4 separate regions of the Mus musculus genome follow, and all the other regions are linked to region 3. Evidence: chromatin contacts called from public Hi-C and promoter capture Hi-C data. All regions are on one chromosome and are shown on one strand. Each heading gives the region's core, a stretch centred on a gene start, on an enhancer-like site or on the middle of the called end of the contact. The rest is flanking DNA. Distances are from core to core; before and after follow the strand shown. Region 1 holds the start of Snhg8 (small nucleolar RNA host gene 8). Region 2 holds the start of Alg14 (asparagine-linked glycosylation 14). Region 3 holds the start of Rnpc3 (RNA-binding region (RNP1, RRM) containing 3). Region 4 holds the start of Mettl14 (methyltransferase like 14).

Region 1 (2,700 bases), core at 133-2,632, 9.9 Mb after region 3:
CAAATGTTTTAAAGAGGCTCTCCTTATGTACCAGAAAGCCTAACACATGAAATGGCAAGCAGTTAAGAGGCCATACAAATTACTGACCACTTGTGGAACCATGACCTTACAGCAGCCCTTTTTAAATAGGAATGAAGGCCCAGAGACATCTGGTGGGAATTTGGATCCCAATAATCTCTGTGCAGAGGAATCACCCCCTGGTTCCTAAGCTTCCCTAAATAAGGCCTATCATACTCTTGAGTGTGAGTCTCAGTACCTCAAATCCCAGACACAAAAGCCTCTAAGGTCACAAGTATCCCCTCAGCACCTGTCACAACACACCCCCTAGCTGGTGTTACATACTTGGCTTCTGGAGATTTGAAGTTGAATGGCACACACTAGAAGGCTTGGAGAGCAGCAAGCAAAAGATACTTTTCATTAAGGGCAACCGTCTGTGGCTTATTAATCACTCATGTTCCAAGCCAACATTTATCTTGCACCTTTGTAACAATCAAACCTATCTTCTTTGGAAGCCTAGTTAACCCAGTTATTTCCTGCGCAAATGTCTCCTGTATCGTTAACTCTTAATTCACACAACCTCCAGAAACAGGACACAGTCTTATTACACACCAAACATCTTTTATTTAATATAAAATATTCAATTTTCAAAAATTAAAAGCGAAGATTCCCTGTAAGTTGACCAGAGACGATCTCAACCACTACAGTACCTGCAAGAAAAAAAAAAAGGCCCATTACAGAATATCCGTGACTATACTACGGGCTGTTTACTTATGTTAATGTCAGCACAAGAGCAAACTTCACCCTAACAGTAAAGGCCCACTCACTACCCAGAACCGCGAAAACACCACAAAAATGAATCTTACCTTAACACTTCCTCCACTGTTCAACAGCAACGGGTCCCGGCGTTTCCTAGAAATATTTCAATACTAGTTTAGAAAACTGAAGTCCATTTTTCTAGCGTCGTGTAGACTCTTACAATCTTAGAATGTCACTTGCTCAAGTCAGAATCTGGTACCAATGAAATGGTGACAGCTTTGCCAATAACAAGAACATGCTCTTCCATGGCTAGGAAGGGAGACTGCCACAGGCGGCAGGTCCCAAAGATACATGGAGTTTCACAGCCCAAAAATCTAGTGTAACCCCAGAGGTGTCACTCACCATCCGACCCAGCGGTGGCGAACTTGCGTCACGCCGCCCAACACCGTATCGGCTTTACATGGTGGTCGTCGCGCTAACCTTCACGGCGCTCTTGCAGAGTTGATGGCTTTCGGCCAGCACCATAGCCACCTTGTGTCTCCCGCATCTCGGCCACTCACAAATAAGGCCCAAGATATCATCCCCACCATACAACTACATACTCGTAGGCGGATCGCAGCCAAAGAGACTTCTGAACGGTGCGCGCACGCTTTTATAGCCCGGGTGACGCTCTCCCAAGAGCCTGCGCGCGAGGGGCGGGGCTTTCCCGCCCATTCCGAGCTCTCCCGCGCCTCGTCACTTTGATTGGTGTACAGGCGGCCCGGATTCGATGCGTGCGTCACAGGAATGGGCGGGCTGTGGAGGTGGGCGGGGAAAAGCCGAGCTGAAACCACAGTTCTCGCGGTGTCAGAAGTCTCGTGGCTGAAGCTCTGGCGGTGCGCGCGTTTTCTCTTCTTGGCTGCGTTCTTCTCTGGGACCCAAAGTCTAAGGTCCCTTCGTTGCCGCCTCCCCCGGCATCACTTCCTATGGCGCCGGCCCTTTGTCCCCGAGAGCTGTTGGCGGCTCCTCTGCCCCCATCGGGGTTGATGGTTCCGCTTGCGCCCTTCCGCTTGCCCTTTTGATCTGATCTCACTTTTGCCCGACACAGCGCGCCGGAAGGTTTCTCGAACCGGGAGAACGGGAAGCCTGGGCAGTGCGAGCAGACCCGCCCGGCCCTCGGCTTTTCCGGGAGGAAGGCATATCTCACTCCCGCGTGCAGCCCGCTATGAGACAGAATAGAGGGCCTTTAGTGATGGAGTATGGAGATGACAGTTGTCGTCATGGAGAATGTTAGTTAGAAAGCTGTGATCATTACAGGCTGGGAAGGGTGCGGTTAGGGCAACACCGTGCAGGAGTCAGTAGGAACGAATTCATTGGAGACAATACTCGCATTTGAAGGACCTAGAGGGGTTCGTGAACCTCAGCTCGCTCACCCACTATCTCATTTTACTTAAAATAATCACTACTGAATTGAAAGAACTAGTTCATCATAAGGCTCAAGTAACCGCGGCGCGTTGCCCAAACATTTCATTTACATTCTGGATGGTCTTCTGAGGGTGTCCTTAAGAATGGTCTGTATTAGTCCTGAGCTGAGAAGTCCGAGATTAAGGGCCTTCCTTCTCTGGCCAGTAGATGGTAGCCTGCATCTTTCCGTGGGTTTTTCTTTTGTGCCTGTCTGCACCTGTCAGGTTTTTTATTTTACAAAATGTAGTTTTGTTTTTATGTTACTCTGCTGTTACACAGGGCATAACATTTTCATAAGGCTTTTTTGGGGACTACAGTCAATGATTAGCAAACAACTCTCTAAAGAACAATCACTGAACCAAATGGATACCCTCTCACATGTACACAAATTTGCATGGAAAAGTACTAACATTACTTTAAATTGCAATGCACTACATTTTCCATATCTTCGCAGTAATACAAAACACAGTCGCTTGTAGAACCGGTTCAGATTACTTAAAT
Region 2 (2,700 bases), core at 60-2,559, 7.7 Mb after region 3:
GCTGTCTCCCCGCCCCCACCCCCACCCCCCCAGCCCTTGAGCCACAAATGATATCTGTCTAAAAGTCTGGCATTCTTATTGATTTTCATCACATAAATAACCTCAGGCAAATTAACTTTTGTGTAATCTATTTCCCTATTGTAATTCAAAGAGTAACATTTACATAGAACCTGACTGTAAAGAATGAGGTTAAGAAGGAGTGATGAAAGAGCCCACAGGCACCGTGCTATAATATCAACAAGATAGAGATACAGTCAGGAAATCTCCCAAGCAGTTTGCTGACTCGGGAACCAACACACCTAGCTTTATAAGGAGATCTCAGGGCGCCTTCCTGGAACTTCTGACTCAGTATCGCTCCCAAAAGCATTCTAGGCTCCAGGTAAATGTGATCGTCAATCCAAACTGAATTTAACAACGGACCATATGGTGTAGCATTCTTAGGCAGCAGGAGTTAGGATTTCTGGTTTCTAATTCTAGACATGACATTATTGCATTTAGGCCAATTTGTAGCACCTTTCTCGACCTGTCTGCATGCCTGACCTATTCAATCTGTAACCCCATAAGGGTCTGAAGGAATGTTTGTTGTCAAGAGGTTTTATTTTGCTGTAATTTAGGCTAAGTTCACAAACGCACGCACAACTGGGATTAGAGTGGGCAGTGGAAGTCTATCATTTCAGAGGACCGCGGGAGGAATAAGCCAGAAATGCTTTGTGATAAACTTAACTGCAGGGCTATGTCTTCCTCCCTTGCTACCTGAAGCCAAGGGGTTTCCAATCCTCCCAGGAATATGACATAGCTTGAAGTGATCCGGATTCTGGTTATAGTTTGAGATCTGTGAAACTGTCTAGAAAACATAAATGTCAGGAAAGGGCGGATTTGAATGTTTTCCCCCTAAGAGTATGCCTCTGACTGGCAAAAATTTTCTAGTTCGGTTTGTCTTGGAACCCGTAAGGAAGAAAGGAAGTAGTGATGTATGCCAGGAGCCTCAGGCAAAACCTGGCAGGACAGGAGCAGCTACTAACCCGGGGCTTCGTGGTCCTTCTACCATACATGTAGTTTGACCTCGCCACTGGCAGAAATCAAACTTCTCCAGCACTTAACTTTCCAACTACACAACTGCAGCACAAACTCGGGTAACAAAACCATTACTGTTCCTTGTAGCGCTTCCTGGGCAAACTGCCCTTAGCCCCACCCATCACGGACAAACCCGGCTCACTGAGACGCAAGAGACGCGTCGTTCTGCGTTTTCCAATCAGAGCCACACTTCTGAACTTTGACCGCCCAACTTGGCAAGCTCCGCCCAGTGCAGACCATCCCCGCCCACAGAGAGGCGCTTTGCTCCCTGTTTGCTCTTAAGCGCGGTGCTTGCAAACTTTAACCGCTGGCGCCAGGTCTACACGCATGCGCCATCCTTTGAATGCTGAGCATTCTGATTCTAGCTGCTACAGCCGCAGGGCTAGTGATCTTGCTATTCCAGCGACTATGGACCGTGCTTGGGCCCCATCACGTCACTCCCCGAGAGTCTCTCAGACTCTTGATCGTGGCTGGATCCGGTAAGTATCCGGGCGGAGGCCGACGGTCTTGAGTTAGGCACTACAAACCCCAGAATGCATCGCGACTCTCTTCGCCCTTCTTAGCGCCTTTAGGAGCGCTGCATGCTGAGATTTGTAGTTTCTTTGCGTTCCCGGAACCGGCCACCCCAGGCAGGAAAAAATGCTGGTTAGCTGACGCCACCCAGCCGCCTGTCATTAAGACAGGTCATTTACACTTGTCTGTAATTAAGCCTCTCTGTAGTGTACTGCTTTCTAACAAATAATTAGCGACGGAGTACGCCGAAGCCTTTTGATGCTGACATATTGTTGCCCTCTTTGCTGCTGTGCGTTATTAATTCTAGGTCTTTGTACTTAGTTTAAGAAATGTGAACATTACATGGTAAACGAAGTAGAGTTGTCGCACTTATGAATGCGCAAAGTCCCTGAGGATAAAAACGTGGACACTCCATACGACGATACCTCCAGAGTGACAGGATATGAGTAATAAACTGTCCAGTCAGCTCTGAACATTTTAAAACTTAAAATTTTAGATGAACAGTTTTGACGAGTGTATAGTTAAACACGACTCAACTTTAAACAACCAAGGTGATACCCAAACCTATATCAATGCTGTCTGGAATACATATGTTATAACCTATTGCTCCAGGGACAGTAAAACAAAACCATTGCCTAACAGAAAATGATGCAGTCAAGACACACAGTAAATTCGAGGTGTTTAAGGCAGCCTCTGCAGGAGACCATACAGTTTTACAGTAGCTTTAAAAAAAATACACACTAATAAAAATACACAAACTAGTAATGTAGTTGTGTATTATTGTTATCAAATGTTATGAACTGTATATAGTAGTATATATTGTACTTTTTTTAAAGACTTGTTTATTATATGTAAGTACACTGTAGTTGTCTTCAGACACACCAGAAGAGGACGTCAGATCTCGTTACGGATGGTTGTGAGCCACCATGTGGTTGCTGGGATTTGAACTCAGGACCTTTGGAAGAGCAGTCAGTGCTCTTAACCGCTGAGCCATCTCACCAGCCCCTATATTGTACTTTTTTATATTGCAGGCAGCACAGTGAATTTGTTCATAGATTACCTTGGGCTACTGTGTTATGGTTGCTGTGTCACTAGACAATAAGGAATTTTCTG
Region 3 (2,700 bases), core at 93-2,592:
CCCCAAAATATACACAAATGTACAACATAATTAAAAGTATAATAAATCTTAAAGCATCTCCTCTTTCCAAAAAAGATCACTCTTAAAACATTTAGGGCTGGTGAGATGGCTCAGCGGGTGAGAGAACTGACTGCTCTTCCAGAGGTCCTGAGTTCAAATCCCAGCAACCACAAGTTGGCTCACAACCACCCATAATGAGATCTGAAGATAGCCACACTGTACTTACATATAATAAATAAATAAAACCTTAAAAAAAAAAAAAACCCTCAGCATAGCCTTTCTAGACTGTGAGTTTCATGTCCACACAAAAGTGATGCATGGAGAAGCTTGATTCATTATTAAAATGAAAAATTTATACATATGGAATACCCTTTTTCATCTCACTCAAAAGTCTTTTCAGTCTATACAAGATAAAATTTAAAATCATTTACTAACAGTGAAATCACCCCTCAAGGTGCATTGTCTCTTTTTGCTTTGTTTCTATAATTTCAGTAATAAGTCTAATTTTCTCATTTGAATTCTATTTTGAATACCATCCTGAAAAAGGTGAACAAATTATATTACTGGTAAGTTTGAGTTGTTTATTAGAACTCTGAATTTGTCCAATCTGATTCAAGGAGAGCCTACTGTATTTAGATTGAATTAAGGGATATTTGTATTTGCATTTTGTTAATCTATTAAGTCTATTACACTCAAATTTTTGCTATTATGTATATCCTGCTCTACAACCCAGGATTTAAAAGCAATTTTTTAAAATAAAAATACAAAACCAAAAACCTTGCATACGACTATGAGAATCTAACAGAAACAGTATTTTCAAGTCTAGGCTAGTTTTGAATTCGACCGGGCGGGTGCGCTCGCCGGTAGAAACCTCTACACAGTCCCTGCGTGGCTCAGCCTTAATCTAACTGGCTCAAGGTTCAATTCCATGCTCGCCTCTCTGGTAGGCAAGCTGCGCAGGCGCAGACCGCGAGCCTAGTCCTGTTTCTCCCGGTCCTAGCGGCCCGGCTCCGCCCCGCCCCGCCCCGCCCCGCCCCGCCCGCTGCGCACGCTTACCAGGCGCCCCTTATCTGACAGGACGCGCACCGACTGCGCCCCGAAGTACTTCAGTAAGTCCTCCTTCTCCTCAGCCGTCAGCTCGGCCGGCAGGTGCCTGACGAGGAGGGTGCGGTCTCCCCGGGGCGGAGAAAGCGAAGCGGAGCCTGGGCCGCCTCGGGACAGCGGCATCGGCGGCTCAGGCCCCGCCATCTAGCTTCCCTGCAGAAGCGGCCAGAGACGGAACCTCCGCGCAAGCTTCCGGCCGAACTCCCGCAGTCACCGAGGCTGAGCGGAAGATAGTTTCCGCTTCGCGCTAAGGATTCTGGACGCAGGGAAATCCCGCGAGAGGAGAACTCCTCGCGAGAATGGCCTCCGGGAGAGTCGCTCTTCTCTTTTCGGGACTGTTGCGGGGGAGAGCGCCTAGGAGTCGTGCTTTAAGTTTAATGAGAGGTTGTAATAAAATAAAGACTGAAAGAGACGCCACTGTTAGAAGGACAGCAATCTCATCGAAGAACGTCAGTCATGCAAAAGAAAAATACTGTAATCCCAGGGATCAAGTACTGAAGGAACCGTGCAAGGGCTGTTGCTCCCTGGGCTCTTAATCCAGATTTTTCAGAAAGTGAATCTGGCTGGTGAATGGAGAACGCTCGGGAAATGTCAAGTGTGTTCCTAGCATTTAGGACTGGTGAAACACAAGTCTCCAGCCTCAGATTCAACAGTGCAGGCGAGAGAGCACGCCGTTATCAGTCGGCAAATACAGGCTGAAAGTTCTCGCCACGGTTTGTTTATTAAACAAAATTGGCTTCTTCCATGAGTAAATACCTAAAAATGTGTTAGCGTACGTATTCATGGATGTAAGTTCTCTTCTCACCACCTCACGACTGAGAGTACTGACGTAGATTAAGACTCATTGCTAACCAATAGGTGAGATCTGAGCCCTTGCACCCAAGTTGGAGTCTACACTGTTGTGACTAAGATTCGGCCCTGGTGGTCTAAAGTAATATCCCTTACAGATTAATCAAGATGTGTATGCTCACTCCGTAGTCCTAGGGTGTCTTTTACTTCTAATTTGCTTGATGGATATGAGCCAGTTAGTACACAGTACTTCAAAGATCCGCTTTGAGGAAGCATTGCATGGGGAGATAAATTACCAAAATATTGAGTGACTAGAGACAGATCTTGTGAACCTTAGAGGTTTGTTAGGAACCTTGCTCATGGGAACAGAAGCCGACAGACTTAAGAGTGTGTGGAAGGAATAGTTAAATTTTACGTTTAAAAATCTCTTTGATTTCACTATGAGTAATATAGCAGAAACCGGGCATGGTGGCACACACCTTTCATTCTAAGTTCCCAAGAGGCAGAGACAGATGCATCTCAAGTGATTTTGAGGCCAGCGTGGGTGACACTGAGTTCCAGGACAACCAGAGCTATGTAAAGACACAAAGGAAAGGAAGAAAGAAAAGAAAAAGTGGGGAGCACTCAGAGGAAATCTAGTTCCGTTTCACATCAAATTATTAGTTCACAAGTGTGAGGCTATAAAACAATATGCCTCCCCTCCACACACCAGTACAGTATTTATGGGAGCAAATATCTATCATAAGCTCTTAAGAAAGTGCATCAGTTTTTGTGCCTTGGTCAATAAGTTTATTGTCTTTATTTAAA
Region 4 (2,700 bases), core at 155-2,654, 9.8 Mb after region 3:
CTCTACCTTAACCACTGAGCCACCTCTCTCTCTAGCCCACCTTCACATTCTCGAGACTGGTGTCGAAGGAAGTTTGTATTATTTTCTTGAGATCCTGGCGAGAAAGACTCATTGGAAATCTAAAATTTACTCACTCAAGCTTTGAGCATTTCCCTCCATTACTTATATTGATTTGTATGGTGTAATGAAAACAGCCTGAGATTTTTAAGTAAAACAACTTGTAGTATGTATTCCCTGCATGAATGGTCTACTAAACGGCAAGCACTCACATCTTCATTCACTAGCTTCAATGAAAGCGAAAGGTTTGAAAAGTAATCTCTAGAGAGAGGAATCTTAGAGAATTCTCTGGTGAGGGCTGGCTAGGGAAAAACGTTAAAATTTGGAAACCTAGTCCTAATGTACTAGTGAACGTAACACCTCCTGTCTCTAATAAATTACCAAGTAAGGATTCAAACGTTTGGTTGAAGGTAGACTGTGTTCTAAGTGCAGAATCTAAAATTTGCTCTAACTTAGGTGGCTTCCAATGAGTCTTTCGACAGGATCTCAAGAAAATAATCAAACTTCCTTCAAAACCAATATCAAGAAAAGATTAAGAACATGCACTGCTCTTCCAAAGGACCTGAGTTCAAGTCCCAAGCACCCACACCAGGAGGCTCACAACTACCTGTAGTTCCAGCTCCAGAAAGATCCAACACCTCTGGCGCTGTGCTCACGTGCACATATATATATACACACAGAGAGACAAACCCCACATAATTTAAAATAAAAACTAATCTTAAAAAAAATAAAGAATCTGAAGCTGACGCGGGAGAAAGGCAAGACATGAAACACTGCTTCAACAGTGACGGTGAAATGTAAGGGCTAAAACTGCCACTTGCTCTTGTAGCAACTACTAGCACTGCACTCATCGACAATTCCCAAGTCTACCCCCACCACTCAAGTCCGTGCCCGCCACGGTGGGGACAGAAAGCCCAAGCCTGGCAGCGGTTGGTTTTCTACGTAATGACTCTGACAGGCACTCGAGTAGACTAGGGAATAAAAGTCCCGGGACAAAGACCTTGACAGATGCTGATGTGAGAGTTCACCAAAAAAAAAAAAAAAAAAAAAAAAAAAAAATTTTTTTTAAAAGAGGCGGCCGCGCACGCGCACTAATGCTCCCTCCCACCCGCCGCACACCTGCTGAGCTAGGAGCTGCCGCCGTAACTTCTGCCGCTCCCGGATCTCCTGCAGGCGGCTATCCATGCCCCAGCTTCGGCTGCTCACCACCCCGACAGACTCCGCGCCCGCCAAAATGCAAATCCACCTGCCAAACCAGGAAACACCGGGTCCCGCCCCGCAGAGATTCTGACCCGGAGACTTTCACGTCCCTCAGGAGGAAGTTTCCGGCGCGCCTGAAACAGGCTATGCCTGAACAGGAAGTCCCGCCTCCAGGACGCCGAAGATATGATGTCACACGACGAGACCCAATGGGGATGTAGTGGTGGTTGAGGGCGAGGAGCCGCTTTTGGCTATCTTCTTAGTGCTTAAAGTCTTTCCTGAAGGGTTAGGCTCGGTTTTTTTGTTTTTTGTTTTTCCTGCTCATAAAAGAAGTTTTTCTTTTTCCCGTTAACCAATTGTCCGCCTGCCAGTCCTGGCTTTTTAATATTTGAGGGATGCTTGTGGGTTTCTTTCACTGCAATACTGACCGGCTTGTGAAGGACTGGATCGCCGCTCAGTAACCTTGGCAAGTTAGCGAGCTTTTGTAAAAGAACAGAGAAAGAGGGTCTTGGGGGGCTGAGGCAGGAGGACCCAGGAGTTTGGAGCCTAGGCTATGTAATGAAACCCTGTCATTCACTCATTTATTTATATAAATAAATAAATAAATAAATAAGAACAGAGAAAGAGGGTCTTGGGGGGCTGAGGCAGGAGGACCCAGGAGTTTGGAGCCTAGGCTATGTAATGAAACCCTGTCATTCACTCATTTATATAAATAAATAAACAAACAAATAAATAAATAAATGCAAGCAAACATAGCGGTAGTTACGTAGTGAAACCCTGTCATTCATAAACACACAAACAGAGCGGGCAGCGCTGAAACCCTGTCATTCATTCATTTATATAAATAAATAAATAAATAAATAAATAAATAAATAAATAAATGCAAGCAAACATAGCGGTAGTTACGTAGTAAATAAATAAATAAATAAATAAATGCAAGCAAACATAGCGGTAGTTACGTAGTAAATAAATAAATAAATAAATAAATAAATAAATAAATAAATGCAAGCAAACATAGCGGTAGTTACGTAGTGAAACCCTGTCATTCATAAACACACAAACAGAGCGGGCAGCGCTAGGCTATGTAATGAAACCCTGTCATTCATTCATTCATTCATATAAATAAATAAATAAATAAATAAATAAATAAATAAATGCAAGCAAACAGCGGTAGTTACGTAGTGAAACCCTGTCATTCATAACAACACACAAACAGAGCGGGCAGCGGTAGCGAATGCCTTTAATTCCAGCACCCGAGAGACAGAGGCCGGCAGTTCTCTGAGTTCGAGGCCAGCCTGGTCTACAGAGCAAATTTCAGGGCAGCCAGACCTACACAGAGAAACCCCATCTCAAAAACAACAATCAAGCAAAAATTCCTTGCATAATAGTAGAATTATATGACAAAAACGTTAATTTTCAAAAAGTCTTCTGTAAATTATTTTG

Evidence for each region. Promoter capture Hi-C pulls out the DNA fragments that hold promoters and counts their contacts. A called contact is a pair of places that touch in the nucleus more often than the background predicts.
Region 1: a contact with region 3 is called in a promoter capture Hi-C map of pre-B cells. The contact joins the promoter of Snhg8 here to the promoter of Rnpc3 in region 3. A contact is called at or near these places in 1 of 39 promoter capture datasets (pre-B cells) and 1 of 484 Hi-C or Micro-C datasets (CD4 T cells).
Region 2: a contact with region 3 is called in a promoter capture Hi-C map of pre-B cells. The contact joins the promoter of Alg14 here to the promoter of Rnpc3 in region 3. A contact is called at or near these places in 1 of 39 promoter capture datasets (pre-B cells) and 1 of 484 Hi-C or Micro-C datasets (CD4 T cells).
Region 4: a contact with region 3 is called in a Hi-C map of regulatory T cells, with 9 times the contacts expected there. The contact joins the promoter of Mettl14 here to the promoter of Rnpc3 in region 3. A contact is called at or near these places in 1 of 39 promoter capture datasets (pre-B cells) and 3 of 484 Hi-C or Micro-C datasets (CD4 T cells, CD8 T cells and regulatory T cells).

The regions. Positions count from the first base shown.
Region 1 is chr3:123,506,954-123,509,653 of GRCm38.p6, forward strand. It overlaps Snhg8 (small nucleolar RNA host gene 8), which reads right to left and starts at 1,383. Exons shown (of 1, transcript NR_028574.1): 1 at 599-1,383. It overlaps Snora24 (small nucleolar RNA, H/ACA box 24), which reads right to left and starts at 1,113; the gene lies at 984-1,113. It also overlaps the pseudogene Gm9369.
Region 2 is chr3:121,290,431-121,293,130 of GRCm38.p6, forward strand. Alg14 (asparagine-linked glycosylation 14) reads left to right here and starts at 1,310. Exons shown (of 4, transcript NM_024178.3): 1 at 1,310-1,553. The coding sequence starts at 1,418.
Region 3 is chr3:113,628,807-113,631,506 of GRCm38.p6, forward strand. Rnpc3 (RNA-binding region (RNP1, RRM) containing 3) reads right to left here and starts at 1,343. Exons shown (of 15, transcript NM_001038696.1): 1 at 1,057-1,343. The coding sequence starts at 1,248.
Region 4 is chr3:123,384,586-123,387,285 of GRCm38.p6, forward strand. Mettl14 (methyltransferase like 14) reads right to left here and starts at 1,405. Exons shown (of 11, transcript NM_201638.2): 1 at 1,177-1,405. The coding sequence starts at 1,242.